Regions from separate parts of the Hermetia illucens genome. Here region 1 is linked to region 2. Evidence: chromatin contacts called from public Hi-C data. All regions are on one chromosome and are shown on one strand. Each heading gives the region's core, a stretch centred on a gene start, on an enhancer-like site or on the middle of the called end of the contact. The rest is flanking DNA. Distances are from core to core; before and after follow the strand shown.

What was found. Hi-C and Micro-C count contacts between places; a contact is called where the count stands out from the background.
Region 1: a Hi-C map of an unstated tissue shows a contact between it and region 2, with 4 times the contacts expected there. The contact joins the promoter of LOC119661440 here to the promoter of LOC119646780 in region 2. A contact is called at or near these places in 2 of 2 Hi-C or Micro-C datasets (an unstated tissue and whole body).

The regions. Positions count from the first base shown.
Region 1 is chr1:127,024,047-127,031,066 of iHerIll2.2.curated.20191125, forward strand. It overlaps LOC119661440 (striatin-3), which reads right to left and starts at 5,233. Exons shown (of 6, transcript XM_038070786.1): 1 at 4,022-5,233; 2 at 3,622-3,918. The coding sequence starts at 4,081.
Region 2 is chr1:126,877,654-126,884,413 of iHerIll2.2.curated.20191125, forward strand. It overlaps LOC119646780 (syntaxin-5), which reads right to left and starts at 4,710. Exons shown (of 2, transcript XM_038047364.1): 1 at 3,942-4,710. The coding sequence starts at 4,431. It overlaps LOC119646782 (transmembrane protein 147), which reads left to right and starts at 5,213. Exons shown (of 4, transcript XM_038047366.1): 1 at 5,213-5,373; 2 at 5,433-5,571. The coding sequence starts at 5,297.

The sequences.
Region 1 (7,020 bases), core at 3,983-6,482, 150 kb after region 2:
CTGCATTCTCAACTTCATTAAGTGGGTATTGAAATGAAATGCATTTTAAGGCGCATTAACTTTTTTCAGATTTTCCGGTTGGATTTTCTGGAGATCAGTGGTTACTTTAACTACTTTTCCTACTTTGTGAACGATATCCAAACTAATAATTGAAATATTTGACATAATTGAAATCTTTTATTCGATGTCCCACACGGATTCATTTGGAGAAAAACCATACCTCTCTTCGCATTTACAGGGAGCCCACCGCATTTAACCCTACTGCCAATAATCAACACTTTGTACGTTGTTCAATGACCGGGGTACCCGGGTACCCACAGGCAGTATAATTTACTTTTGTGCCGTGTCCATATTCCCGTTGTTGATAATACGATAGTAGTATCATCATGGACTAGTCAGACAACATTTAAATGGATTTTGGGTTTCCTCAGATTATCTTTTATGAATTATTCATAAAAATCCGTCCCAAAAAGCAAGTCATTTGCCCGAAGAATCTCAATTGGAGTAATATAAAAGATCATAATTTACTTGAAAGAGGGATTTTTATCTTATTTTATTTCCTACGGTACCACGGTGTGATGCAACCCTCACTGCGATTAGACTGATTCGCTGTCCTGTAGGCCCTTCGAACACAGACATCAATGTATATACTACCGACTCTTTTCTTAAAGCAATATGTTTCAAATTATTGCTCATTGAAGCTGGTAGTTTTCTGTATATCAGGTGTTACAATAGTTTTAACAAACGGTTAAAAGAAATCTCAGTTAAAAGGGTCGTTGATAAGCACGTGCTTTAAATACACATCCTTACCTAATTTTTGTTTTTTTTAAATGACCTCCTCTGGCCTTAAATATCGTTAAAGTCCCTCTCATTTGGGGTCTTCTCAGACCTGGGTGACATACGATACAATGAACAAGGACGAAAGCAGGGACAGCGAATAAAGTTCTGCTTTATGACGACGAGCACTCAGATGATGTTGAACATGGAGTATCTTCAGATACTGGATATTTCGTCGCTAAAGATCAGACATAATGGGACTGAATGCCAACTGCTATCCAGCATCAAAATTTCAAATTCCGACATAAACATTGTACGCCAAAGATCAGGTCCACATAGAAGCACTAAAACATTGTCAATTATTGGCAACATTCAAGCGTATTTTCACGACCGAAATGATTGATATTATTGTGCGCCATACAAATAAAAAAACAGTCTTGGGGTATGAAAAATGTAACCAGGAAAGCAACGCACGTGAAAAGACGTCACACCAGGCGAAATCTATGGATTTTTGGGGATCCTTATAATGTCGACATATGGAAAACGACTGAGCAACTATGGGGCTAAATGGATTTTGGAATATCCTGGGGATGAAAGTGATAATTTCTTTAACGGACCCATTCTCAGAACTTACCTAACCGAAAAATCTGAAAAAAATCAAAGTGTTGCACCGAAATATTCTCCATACCGATATATGTTTAAATAAAGTTAATAATAGTATATTACCAAAATTTTTAGTAATTGGCTGCGAAACCCTAGTTCATCCTAGCACCACGAAATTTTACAAAAGCAATATAGGCTATAACATAAAGTATGGCCTTACTAAAATTTGGTGGAAATTGCGCTATTACTAACAAAGTGGTCGCTTCTTTGCAAATTTAAGACTTTGAATGTCAATGTCAATTGAAAGTGGTTTTTTTCACATAATATATGCATATAAACGTACTAATGGGGTAAATGCACACTCAAATCTCTTTATAAAAGAAATACTCAAAACCTTTCATACTTGAAGCGTTTAGCTTCCGGTGCTCTGGCCATACATGTAAAAAGGGGGTGTAAACATTTATTTCACCGAAGGTAGTCATGTGGGGCATCAAATGAAAGGTCTCGATTAGCCGGTATTAGTTTTGAAATTTGTTAGAAAGGCGGGGAGGGGTGGAAAGTTTTGGTTTAACGGACTCATTCTCAGAAACTACCCAACCGAAAAATCTGACAAAAATCACAAAGCTGCCTCTATTGGTGCCCAGGCCTCAAAATACTCTCCATATCGATATCTATTCAAATTAAGTTAATAATAGTATATTACCATATTTTTGGGGAAATTGAGTAAAACCCCCCTTAAATGTGTGGAGCATATGAGGTTGACTATTAACAATACAGGGCTTTCCATCAAATGATTTATTTAAATCGCTTTCTAAAAACCAGAGTGCAATGGAATTTTTAACTATGCGACACAGAGCTTTCATACACTCGTCGCTCCTCACATCTTTTTCTTCAGCCGCTGTCCAATTCATAAGCGGGGTCGGCTCGTCGTGATCGGTTTCGCCATTTTATTTTATGAAACGCCTGATCCGGATGTAATCGCAGCGTATCAAGGTTGTTTTGGCCGCTTTCCGTTGATTTCGATGCTCAGGCTAATATTGGCAAGTGAATTCTCGCTAGCACGAATTACGTGACCATACCATCGAAAACGCTTCACTCGCAGTTTTTCCACGATCCGTGCAGCCCCATATCGATCGCAGATATCCTCATTTCGGATGTGATCAACGTTTCACGCCACTAGTACAAAGCAACTCTTCATCTCCATTACCGCAAGAAACCTTGCATTGTCTTTTATAATCGGCCAACACTCAAAACTATAAAGAGCGGCAGACGGACGGCATTGCGGTAGATTTTAAGTTTGAGACATGCGCTGATACGTCGACCACAAAGAACACCAGTTGTGGAACGCCATTTCATCCAGGTCGCATTAATGCGTGAAGCAATTTCAAAACAGTGTTTTCCATTAGCTGATAACATTGACCCGAGATATTTAATTCGCTCAGTTTTGGGCAAATTATTGGAGCTGACAGCACTGAGCAATTTAAATATCTCGAGTCAATGTTGTCAGCCAATGAGAACTGCTTGATGCTTCTCACATAGGGAAACACAAAACCTTTTAAACCTGAACTTGTTACTTTTTCATGTCATTATTGCGATTTTTTGCCGCTATCTAGATTTAAATTTTGCATAAGAAAATAGAGTTCGTTTTGATATTCGCCCTCAGTAAGGGTTTTTCTGTTACCAGTAAAGTTTTTCCTGTAACGTTATATTCTGTTAGAAACCAAAACATGCAATTCTTTTTACCCCCTTTCTGTCCCGGATTTCAATTTTGTTCACTCACAAAATCTTATTTGTAAATACAAAGCGTTTAATCAGAGGCGACAATGATTTGAAATTTGTGTCATTATCACATCCTCGTCGGTTCATATACGAATAACGTCCACATGTTCACAACTTATGCACTTTTTTCAGGCAATTCGTCAAAGAATTGTACTCCGCCAAAAACGAAGACTGGTTTTCCACAGACCACCGGGATTCAAAGCACAGTGAATCTCTACTCATGACAGGTTTGACACTGACAAGTTACGATTATTGAAGTAACTTGCGTTAGATGCCTGCCGCCCCATCCCGTGCATCGCACCCTATATAAAAGAAAGCATAACTCTTGCAGAAATCCAACCAAAACCATGCTAACAATTCTCTTGAAGGACCAACCTGAGCTTACACAATAACCGACGAGATTGCAATTGAACGTAAACAAGCTATGCTATTACTTCTATTCTACTAATTAGTTTCACTGACCTGCAACTCTGCCCGATCAACGTCCCACTGTGACCGTTCCAACTCGAACCGTGACCACTCGTGCTGGATGAAGTGCAAAATGCCAGGAATTGTGTATTGTGGTGCACTGTTTTGTTGGTTGTTCATTCCGGCTGGGGCTCCAGTGCCTCCGCTGTTATTCCCAACGCCACCGATTACTCCGCTTCCACCCCCGCCGTTTGTGTCCTCTCCGCCCGACCCGCCGCCGCTCCCGACTCCACCTCCACCAGCTGCCTTTATGTTCATGCCCGTTGCCGATGCCGAATTCGTGCCCATTTGCTGCTTGTCCATTTCCAGAAAGAAAATTCGCTGTTAAACCGTTCACCTCTCTTGAGTCATCGCCAGCATCAACTGGCCCTTTCCCAAGTCATTTCATACTTACGTTTAGGTTTTGATTTTGGTTCGTCAGATTTCCGACCGATCCAGTGCAATTATCATCCATCGTTTTCACCTCCTCACAACTAATAATTCACTCTTTTACGTAGCTCACGCGCGGAGCACCCGCACTCCCTACTTTCCGGTCCGTTCGAGCGGCTTTTCACTTCCCACAATTTCTCTGACAGCCAGGCAATCCGAAAAACATCGAACAAACCCAAGCGGCCACAGTCAAATAAAAACGCAAATTCCAAGTAAAAACTATCGCCACTTTTCACCCGCAGTAGTCAAGATCTTTCCGAGTACTCGCCAAGCTGGATGCAATGCAAAATGCCACTTTTCAACTCAAAATTTCACTGCTATTTCTTCAAGCTCCATCGAGGTTTTCGCTATATAGAAATTGCACACCGCAGTCTCTCCAAATCTCCGTTTTTTTCACGATAAACTCCCGTCAATTTCTGCGACTTTTCTAAAATCTCTTTTTCACAGTCCACCGCCGTTGTCGTCGCTGTCGAATTCATGACATGTCGTCCACCATCTTTACAACTCGCCGTACATTTTTCGCCGCGACGTCCGTCCGATTCTATTGTCGTCCTTTTCTCCCACTCGTAGTAAAACCAGCTATTCTACTCTCCGTAGTTCGATTCTAGTTTCTGACATCCGAACGGCACCAAACGACGGCTTACTCCATCCGTTCTTACATGCGACACTTCCGCGTATGTTGTCTTCGTCACACACGAGCCTACTTCAGCGACTATACAACTCCGGTAGGGGAATTCGTCAAGAGTGGGACTTCGCCGCCGTGTATTCCGGAAAATCAATGGATTCTCCCAGTTCCCTTTGTGAATTTTCCCTTGCAAAGTAGTTACAACACAAATTGCATTTATCCAAAATTTCCACACTAGTTCAGTTTTCTTCGCGTTCCTATTTCCCGTGCACGATTCTCAGTGACCACCACGTCGAAAGACACCGAGGCTAGAATTACACAATTACTCGAACGACCAAACCGCTGGTAGCTCACAAAGTGCAGGGCAGGCGATGGGACTACTGCCATCGACTGGAGGAGCTCTTTCGCAGCTAGGACTCAAGTCGCGCACATGGAACCTTGCAAAGCGTTTGATTCACTGTTCCTCGAAAGTCGTACCTCACATTCCGTAAACTCTCCCGACTTGTGCAGAGGCCACTCGTTCGCTTCTTTGTCGAAGCAATGACAAATTGATTGAACGATCGCACACGAGTGTGTGTGCGTCGGTCCGAGGTCAAAAATTTCTTTCGCGCTCCTGGAGAAAGAATTTGCATGAGATTGCTGCAAGGCGAGCAGCGCGAAACGATTCATGTCATGGCTATAATTCGCCGCGAGATTGCATGTTCGATCCCTTCATCCTATGCGACGCCGAACGGCTGGAATCAACATTCGACACCTTTCCTTGGCACCAACCATTTGTCGTTGCTTAACGACATTCCCTGTTCTCCTTTTACATGACCTGATTTAGTGTCATCTATTATCAGAACCGTATGCACGCACCATGTCGGGTGCACCTTCACCGGACTAAAAATATGCCGAAGAAACTTTGATAAAAATTTCTCCGAAGAAGCAAATTTCAGTTCCACTTCGTTCAAACGAGGAAAATATTTCAGTCCGTTCCCCGAGCGTACTTTATAAGGCCCTTGTTTAGCCTCGTCAAAAACCTGAAGGAAATTTTGGAATGAAAGGGAAATGGAATTCCCTGTCATTTTCCGGGTAGCTAATCGGGTTTCCGACAAATTCGTCAGGGAAAGCATCAGGAAAATTTGCCTGATGCATTTCACTGACATCTTAACAGTGGAGAATCTCCTCTCTCTAGGCTCTTTAGGCAAATTGTCTTCCAGTTGGTAGACAACAGAACAGACAGAATTATTCACCGGTGCTGACAAGTCTGGACTTGTTACACTAGCGAATAAGAAAAACAAGTTTTTTTATTATTTCAAATTATTAATTGCTGGAAACACCGCATAATTACACTCAGGTACTTGCAATATGTTTGCAAGCTTTTTTGGACGGACCCGTTTTAACGGGTTTTAACATATTCTGATTCCATTTTAGAAGACATACTGGTTTAGATTTATCTTTCGCAGTGTGTCGAAAAATTCAATGATAATTTTTCTGAAATACTATAACTCGCCCCTTAATTCAGTTTATTTTAAAGATCGAGAATCCAAACATGCAAATACAATAATCTTTCGAAATAACGAACAGTTGCAAATAGTGAGCACCAGTTTACCCACATTGGATATTCTAAATAGCCAACAACAAGTTGCCCAAAATAGTGAACAAAATTGTAAGGCTTTCAATATAGATTAAATTTTACAAAACATATCTTTCTCGTCTTTGTCAGTTTTTTATAGAGATATTTCATTTTATGATTTTATAAATATATCTGTGCCATGAAAATGCAATATTAAAGGATCTAAGTTTCAGGTAAAATAAGGATACAAAAATCGGAAAGAATATTTCAAAGAATCTGCAGAATAAACTGTATCACTGTAAATGATATTCATAATAGAGAATACCTATAATAACTGTAACTAACAATTAAACATTTCAAGATAAGTTTTGGTTATTTTTTTGTTTGCTGGATGTGTATTCACTGTGATATAATATATTGGAATTGTAAAAATTTGGAAGATCAACTGCATATGCATAGATTTCACAAAGTCTCTTAAAAACACCATTGTCTCATGATAGTTTCGAAACAAATTGCTTCTTGATATGACTTGATTTAATGTCAGGTAGGGCCGATATCTGAACATGTTCAAAGGAGAAGGAAGACTAGATCTAGATCTAGATATTGTAATTAACACTGTGGTCGGTGTCAATAGTGTGATCCCATAGTAGTTTGATCTGATTATTTTCTAAGATTCTCTGCGGAGTATACTTGTAGTAAAGATGGTAGGTGGCCACTAAGTTATATTTCAGCGCAAAGTTTTAATGCAGAATCTTGCAGAGTGAGTTGTGAAGATCGGTGT
Region 2 (6,760 bases), core at 3,460-5,959:
ATAACTATTTTCCACTTTTACAACGAAATGCAGAAAGAAACGAAAATAAAGTACTCTATAGCTATGACGATGATGTCCTGATACCTGATATTATTGATGAGCACAATGAAAGAATTGCCAAAAAAATCCCTAAGTAAGCTTCTACCAATAAACAATGCAGCGTCCAGAATAAAATACGTTCCTCGACGGTGGAAAGTGGCCGAATGGTTCCTAATCCAATCAAGTCAAAGCGTTCTAAGTATGGACAAACTATTTGAAAGGTTTCTCATTAAGAGCCTTAAATAAATCATTGCGGAACGAAATCTTATACCAACTCACGAATTTGGATCATAAATCTCATGGAAAATGCAATGGAAATGAAGCAGGTTTACTCAGCCATTTTTATCAATATCATACAGGCGTTCAATAAGGTAACACAAATTGCATTCCAGAAGAATTCTTTGATATCTTAAAGTCTTATGTATATGAGCGTCTATTCAGAGTGAAATACGAAGAAAAATTGTATCTGGTGTGCCACAGGGCAATGTTTTGGCCCAATATTGTTTCTTTTGTATACCAGAAATGATAAAGCGAAAATAGCGACATTGCGGACGGGTGAGCATGCTGAGGAAGTAACAGTAAAGCTACAAAAAGCTATTAATCGCATCAGGTGCTGGGTCAGGCTCGAGCAGAGATAGTCGCTCTCTGTACTTACGTTGTCTTGCAGCGCTATTTAAGTAGCGTGCTTCTAAATACTTGGCGTTAGTAGTCTTCTGTGAGCGCATTTGTATTTGTTGTAGCTGCATTTTGTGACAATAACAATTCAAAGTGAGAAATCTCTTTACATTCGAAAGGACACTTTTCAAACATTTTTTTTCACAACGACTTTTTTTCATATTTGCAGGAACGCTAACTCAAAAAGTAATGAACCAATCGTTACGAAATTACGAAAATGTGAACTAATCCTAAGAGATATGATGGCATTTTTTGCATAATTAGTGAAAGAAAGTGGTGAAAGTTGAAATATTTTCTTCCAATAGTTGCAAAATTTTTAATTTTTATTATTTTCATCTGCATTGAGATTCATTCTTCTTCTTTTTCTTCAGCCCTTGTCCCGTTCACAAGCGGGGTCGGCTCGTCGTGATCGGTTTCGCCATTTGGCTCTATCGAATGCCTGATCTGGGTGCAATTTCGAGGCTTTTAAATCCCCATCCAGCGTATCAAGCGTTGTTTCGGCCGATCTTTTGGTCGTTTACCATCGACTTTGATGTTCAGACCAATCTGCGCAAGTGAATTCTTGTTAGTATGAATTGCGTGACCATACCATCCAAGACGCCCCTTTCGCAATTTTTCCACGACTGATGCAACCCCATAACGATCGCGGATATCCTCATTTCGGTTGTGATCAAAACATGTCATGCCAATAGTCTAACGCAATATCTTCGCCTCCATTACCGCAAGACGCCGTTCATTGTCTTTTATAGTTGCCTAACACTCAGAAACATAGAGAGCGACAGGACGGACGACATTGTGGTAAATTTTAGATTTGAGACGTTCGTTGATACGTGTAGTGTACTGTACTACAAGCTATCGCAATAATATTACCGTGCACTGTAAGCTATCAAATCATAAACATTCATTCCAACCCGCGTCATCATCAAAACAATAAATTACGTAATCGAGTAAACAAAACTTTACAAGATATCATTCCAAGGTACTTGAACTCGATACGACCTAGAAATAAATATTCTAAAAAACGCCAGTGTGAATATATCTTGCATGCATTTCTAGCTCGAATAAAATGTGTGCATATGGATATGAGTAATGCATATGCACACGGAATGAAATGTGAGATTTGAGAGCACGCGCCTCATGAGAAATATTAGTAAGTGCAGTGTTCGAAGTAATTTGGTGTTGAATTAATTTCGAACCAATTAGGTCAATATTGTTGTTGGTAGATTTAGAGTTATTTTAGGTTTAAGAAATTGTATAAAAGAGAATGAAAAGATGCAATGAACGTTCTTATTGATTCTAACTTTGGGCAGTTTACTTTCTGCATGCCGTATCCTCGCGGCAAGGTATAGATCATAAGATACCAGTAGTAACCACGGCAAGTGTTCAGGGATGAACATATTGCCATTCTATCTGCGGTCTCACCGCTTTGTTAGGTAAGGAACGTTAAATTCCTTTTGTTCCCTTTTCACTGTCGAACTCTCTCGCTAGCTCTCTACCAGCATCTGAGGATAACTCAGATGGCTCTACTACCCTGCAACCTTCAACATTACTAGGCGATCCGACCATCGAACGTTTGTTATTACATGGCGATCCTGCCATCCAACTTTTGTTATTACATACGTCGATCACAAAGAACACCAGTTGTGGAACGCCACTTCATCCAGATTGCGTTAATCCGTGAAGCAATTTCATAACGCAACTCTCCATTGGCTGATAGCGTTGACCCGAGGTATTTAAATCGCTCAGTTCTGGCCAGATCACTGCTGCTGACAGTGATTGTGCCTGTTTCATGGGGATCGGTCGTCAAAAATTCAGTTTTGTTTAGATTCAATCTGAGACCGTGTTTCATGAGGCGATCATTCCATTTTTGGACAAGTTTCTCGAGATCATTTTTGCTATCAGATGCTAGGAAAATATCATCTGCATAAAGCAGTGTGTAGGGAGCTGGACGTGTGACGGTGTCCATAACAAGAACAAAGAGGAGTGCTGAGAGGGCACTTCCTTGATGAACACCAACAGAGACACGAAGCGGTTTTGATGCAGCCGCCATATTTCGAACCCAGCGCATGAGTTCTTTTGGCACTAAGTGTTGTCGTAAAGCATACCAGATGAGTTCGTGTGGCACACGGCCAAACGCTTTCTCTACATCCACGGTGTTTCTCCATGAGTAACCGCGCAGCGTGTATTGCGTCAGTAGTTCCGCAGTTTTTGACAAATCCGGCTTGATTCACGGTTATTTCAACGATTTCGCGAATGCGGTTGTCAAGCATGCGTTCAAAAATCTTTATGGTATGGGAAAATAACCGCATCGGACGGTAATTTGAACATTCTGCTGGACTACCTTTCTTTTTCCATATTGGAACAGTGGTACTTCCTTGCCAGTCAGATGATGTTCTTCCTTCCTGAATAACCCGGTTAAAGAATTCACTGAGCCACAGTGTTGGGTCACAGCTCTTCGCTTTCCAGACCTCAGATGCGATGTCGTCAGGTCCTATGGCTTTCCCCGACTTCATTTGTTTTATTGCCTCCTCGACTTCAGTTGCGCTGACTGGTGGAACTGGTCCAAATGTGGGCAATGATTGTGGAAATCTGCTCGAAGTATTCTCGCCATCTATCCGTTGCGGCACGACGGTTGGTAAGCAAAGTACCGTTCTTGTCATTAAAATAAAAAATATGATGACTCAACTCCACTCAATTCTGTCTATTAAAAAAATCGTAGAAAAAAACCTGAAAATAAACTATCCAATGTTGTTTTCCCATTTTTTTGAGAAACATCCAAAGCAAAGTTAACCAAAGGAATCATAGGGGTTTTTTCCCCCGAAAATGCGAGGCTGGAACTTATTCCAGCTATTTATAGCAGAAGCTGCTGGATGGGGAATATGAGTCGTACCTTGCCGAGAGAAGACGAAAACCTCGGGTTAGTTTTTTTCTCAATATTTCCACCTCTAAGAAACCTAAGATTAAGACGAACAATGGTTTCCTTTAGCGTTCAAAATTATTTAGAGAATTTCTGGTTTTAGCCGATAAAGAAACCAAATATAAAGGAAACTTTAGGGAAATGTCCTTTTGGACATTGCCAATATTTCCGCTCTGATTGCGTTAGCAAATCGTGGAGGCGTATCTATTGCTTTGGTAATTCATCTTCACCCCGGAGATGGGACACAATTGTTCCACTGTAATCCAAGTTCAAATACAAAATTACTAAACTAGCTATCAGAAATACTCACAAAGTGTCAATTTTTCCAATTTCGCATATGTGCTTGCAATGTTCTTGCCGATATATTTAGCAATCATCATGAATTCTGAGTAGCTCTGAATCTGTTTCGCCCTCCGCGGGTCCTTGATGTTTACAGCTCTAGAAATATTTCGGCTTTGCAATGAGCGGATCGCATTGCCAAATTCCGTGGTTCGGTCCCGAGCAGTCATAACGACAATGTCTTCTTTCACCAGGTCCTCTACAAAATCCTCCTCGTATCCCTGCGGTGGAAGAAGTGGCTCAACACTCGTGTCTCTTGTGTCGATCAACGGGCTGGTAGCTTGTTGTACCAATGCACGCAGTGCATTACCCGATGTGGTGGTAATGTGGTTGGAGATGTTGCGTAAATTCCAACGTTTCGAATATTTCTTCTCGTCGTTTAAGTCAGTATCTGTAACGAGGACAGTCGTTAGACTTTGTTCATCGACGTCAGCTCCAGCAAAACGGCGCCTGGCTTGCATCGCATAGTTTTCCAAATGGGTTTGGCTCAAATTCTTTACGTGGATCTGTCATTCACTGAGGCCGTGGAAAATTAGATTATCATTTGGCACTGGAATTCGACAATTACAGAATAGAGTTTTGGAACGAAAGGCCCTGGATAATTGACAAGAATCGAAATTATATCCGGGCACAAAGCAACTAACAATTGGTTTTGACCAATATTCGCGTACTTTCGTCCAAGAAAATGAGATGTTTGGGACAAAAGTGAAAGTGACGTGACATGAATGACATGACGTGGTTGACAATCCGGGGGATTCTGTAGGTGGATTTTTAGAAAATTGTTATCGCTCTCGAGGGTAGATGGCGCTTACACTTGTACTAAAGAACTTGCATTAAGAAAGTGCCAGGAAATTAATTGCCACCAAGAGTTGGATAATTCAATATTGCAAATTCATATGGAAGGCAAGAATGAAAATTCAAAAAATAAACACATGCTATGTTTGCTATTTTGTAAACATTTTGAGAAATATCCACCTGAACAGTAGCTGCCTCGCAAAGCCCAATACGAAGCTGCGTGCTGCATGGCGCTCGCGAGCCACAAAATAACCCACGACGACGAGCACTGCGAATTACGTTTCGCTTGCTTGACAGCGTTTAACTGTATGTATTGTGTGGAAAGTGATTCTCAGCTGATTCGGCATTTCGTGTCAATGTTTTGAAGTCACAACTCGAAGTTTGTCGAAATCCGACATAACGTCAACGGAACACTTCGCGAGGAAACGCAGCTACTGTCAACAGCAGGAGCACATGACTTTTCAGTTGTCAATTGTGTAGCGCCGGAGCTGGTCCATGATTTCATAATTCTTCTGGTACTTCTGACTAAAAATGACTTTATATCACTTTGGGAATTGTGTGGCTCTTGTGTATGTCCCATATTATCTGACGTATAAGTATTCCGGACTGTAAGCCTACCAATTTTTTATGTAATTCCACTCGGAAGTAAATTGCAATATGTACACAGGTCAGAATACGGCGCCTTTTGGAAATGCATTCAAGCCGGCGGAATTTACATTTTCACGCAACTCTGTAAAATGCTGGTACTAGCAACATTTTTCGACACAGAAAATGTAGCCGCTGCAGGGGAATTCAACATCATATCGGTGAGTTGAGGAATTGGAAATAAAATGGCCGCAGTGAGAGCTCCAGCTTACAATACCCTTCCATGACCATTCACGAGAAAAAATCAAAGTAGCAGCCAAATCAATACTATCATTGATTTCAGCCTAATTAAATTATGTAAACCCAAAACAGGCATCTTGCTTGACGCAGAGCGGAACTGAACGGTGGATCTGGAGCTTGAATTATATTGAGGCGAAGAAAAGCTGGTTCATGTCCAGTTGTTTGTGTTTTCATGTTTTTTTAAAAGCCCGCATGCAGTGAAAATATGCTGTTTGCCCGGTCGGGTCATATACGCATCTTAGTCACCACTTGACAGAAATCTGGGGAAACTTTTTTAGTATGAAAGGGAAATTGAATGGAAATCCCCGTGTTAGAAAATAATTATTATGATAATATTAGCTTTGCCTACCCAATTGCCACCCACCCACTAGGAAAAACCAATTCGGAACGCTTATTATCCATATTTATAATGGTTTAAAAATCGTATTTTCACAATGCCGGAAAGAATACGCGATGATTGGGTGGCACTTTATGTGATGTCACTGAACGAGTAATTTCAATATATCCCCGTGAAAGTATGCGGTATAGTGTTTGTTACTTGTTACTTTCCAAGTAATCAATCAGTTAACAGAAAATAGGGAAATGGTTACGTGAAAGCACAGTCCTTCAATTTACTTTAGGTTCCGGCAATAATGGTAACGTGCTATACAGGAATATATGGCAAGCACAACGTTCCCGAAACGAAAGTTGTCAAAACGGAAAAGTTATCGCAAATTATTTATACTAATTTGAATAATAGTGTTGTAATATGTAAAAATACGTAATACATATTTTTTTGAAAATTCGTCGAAATATCGGCTTTGCACTGAGCTGCATTCAAATTTTAGGCCGGATGAATATTCTGCGAAATCTCTTGCATATCATTCTTAAGGTCTTGCTTCAACTGGATCATGTATCTTATGTAAGAAACGTCAACGCACATTTTTCTGTCCGTATATAGCTATAAATCCAACATATTCCTTCATCATTCAATCATTGATTTATTCTTTTCCAAACTGCAAAATATACGTACATATTACAGCCATAGATATTATACTCACCCTAAACAAACATTTCCGAATATTGTACATATACATCTATAACTTTGTTAATAATAGTTCGATTTTCTTG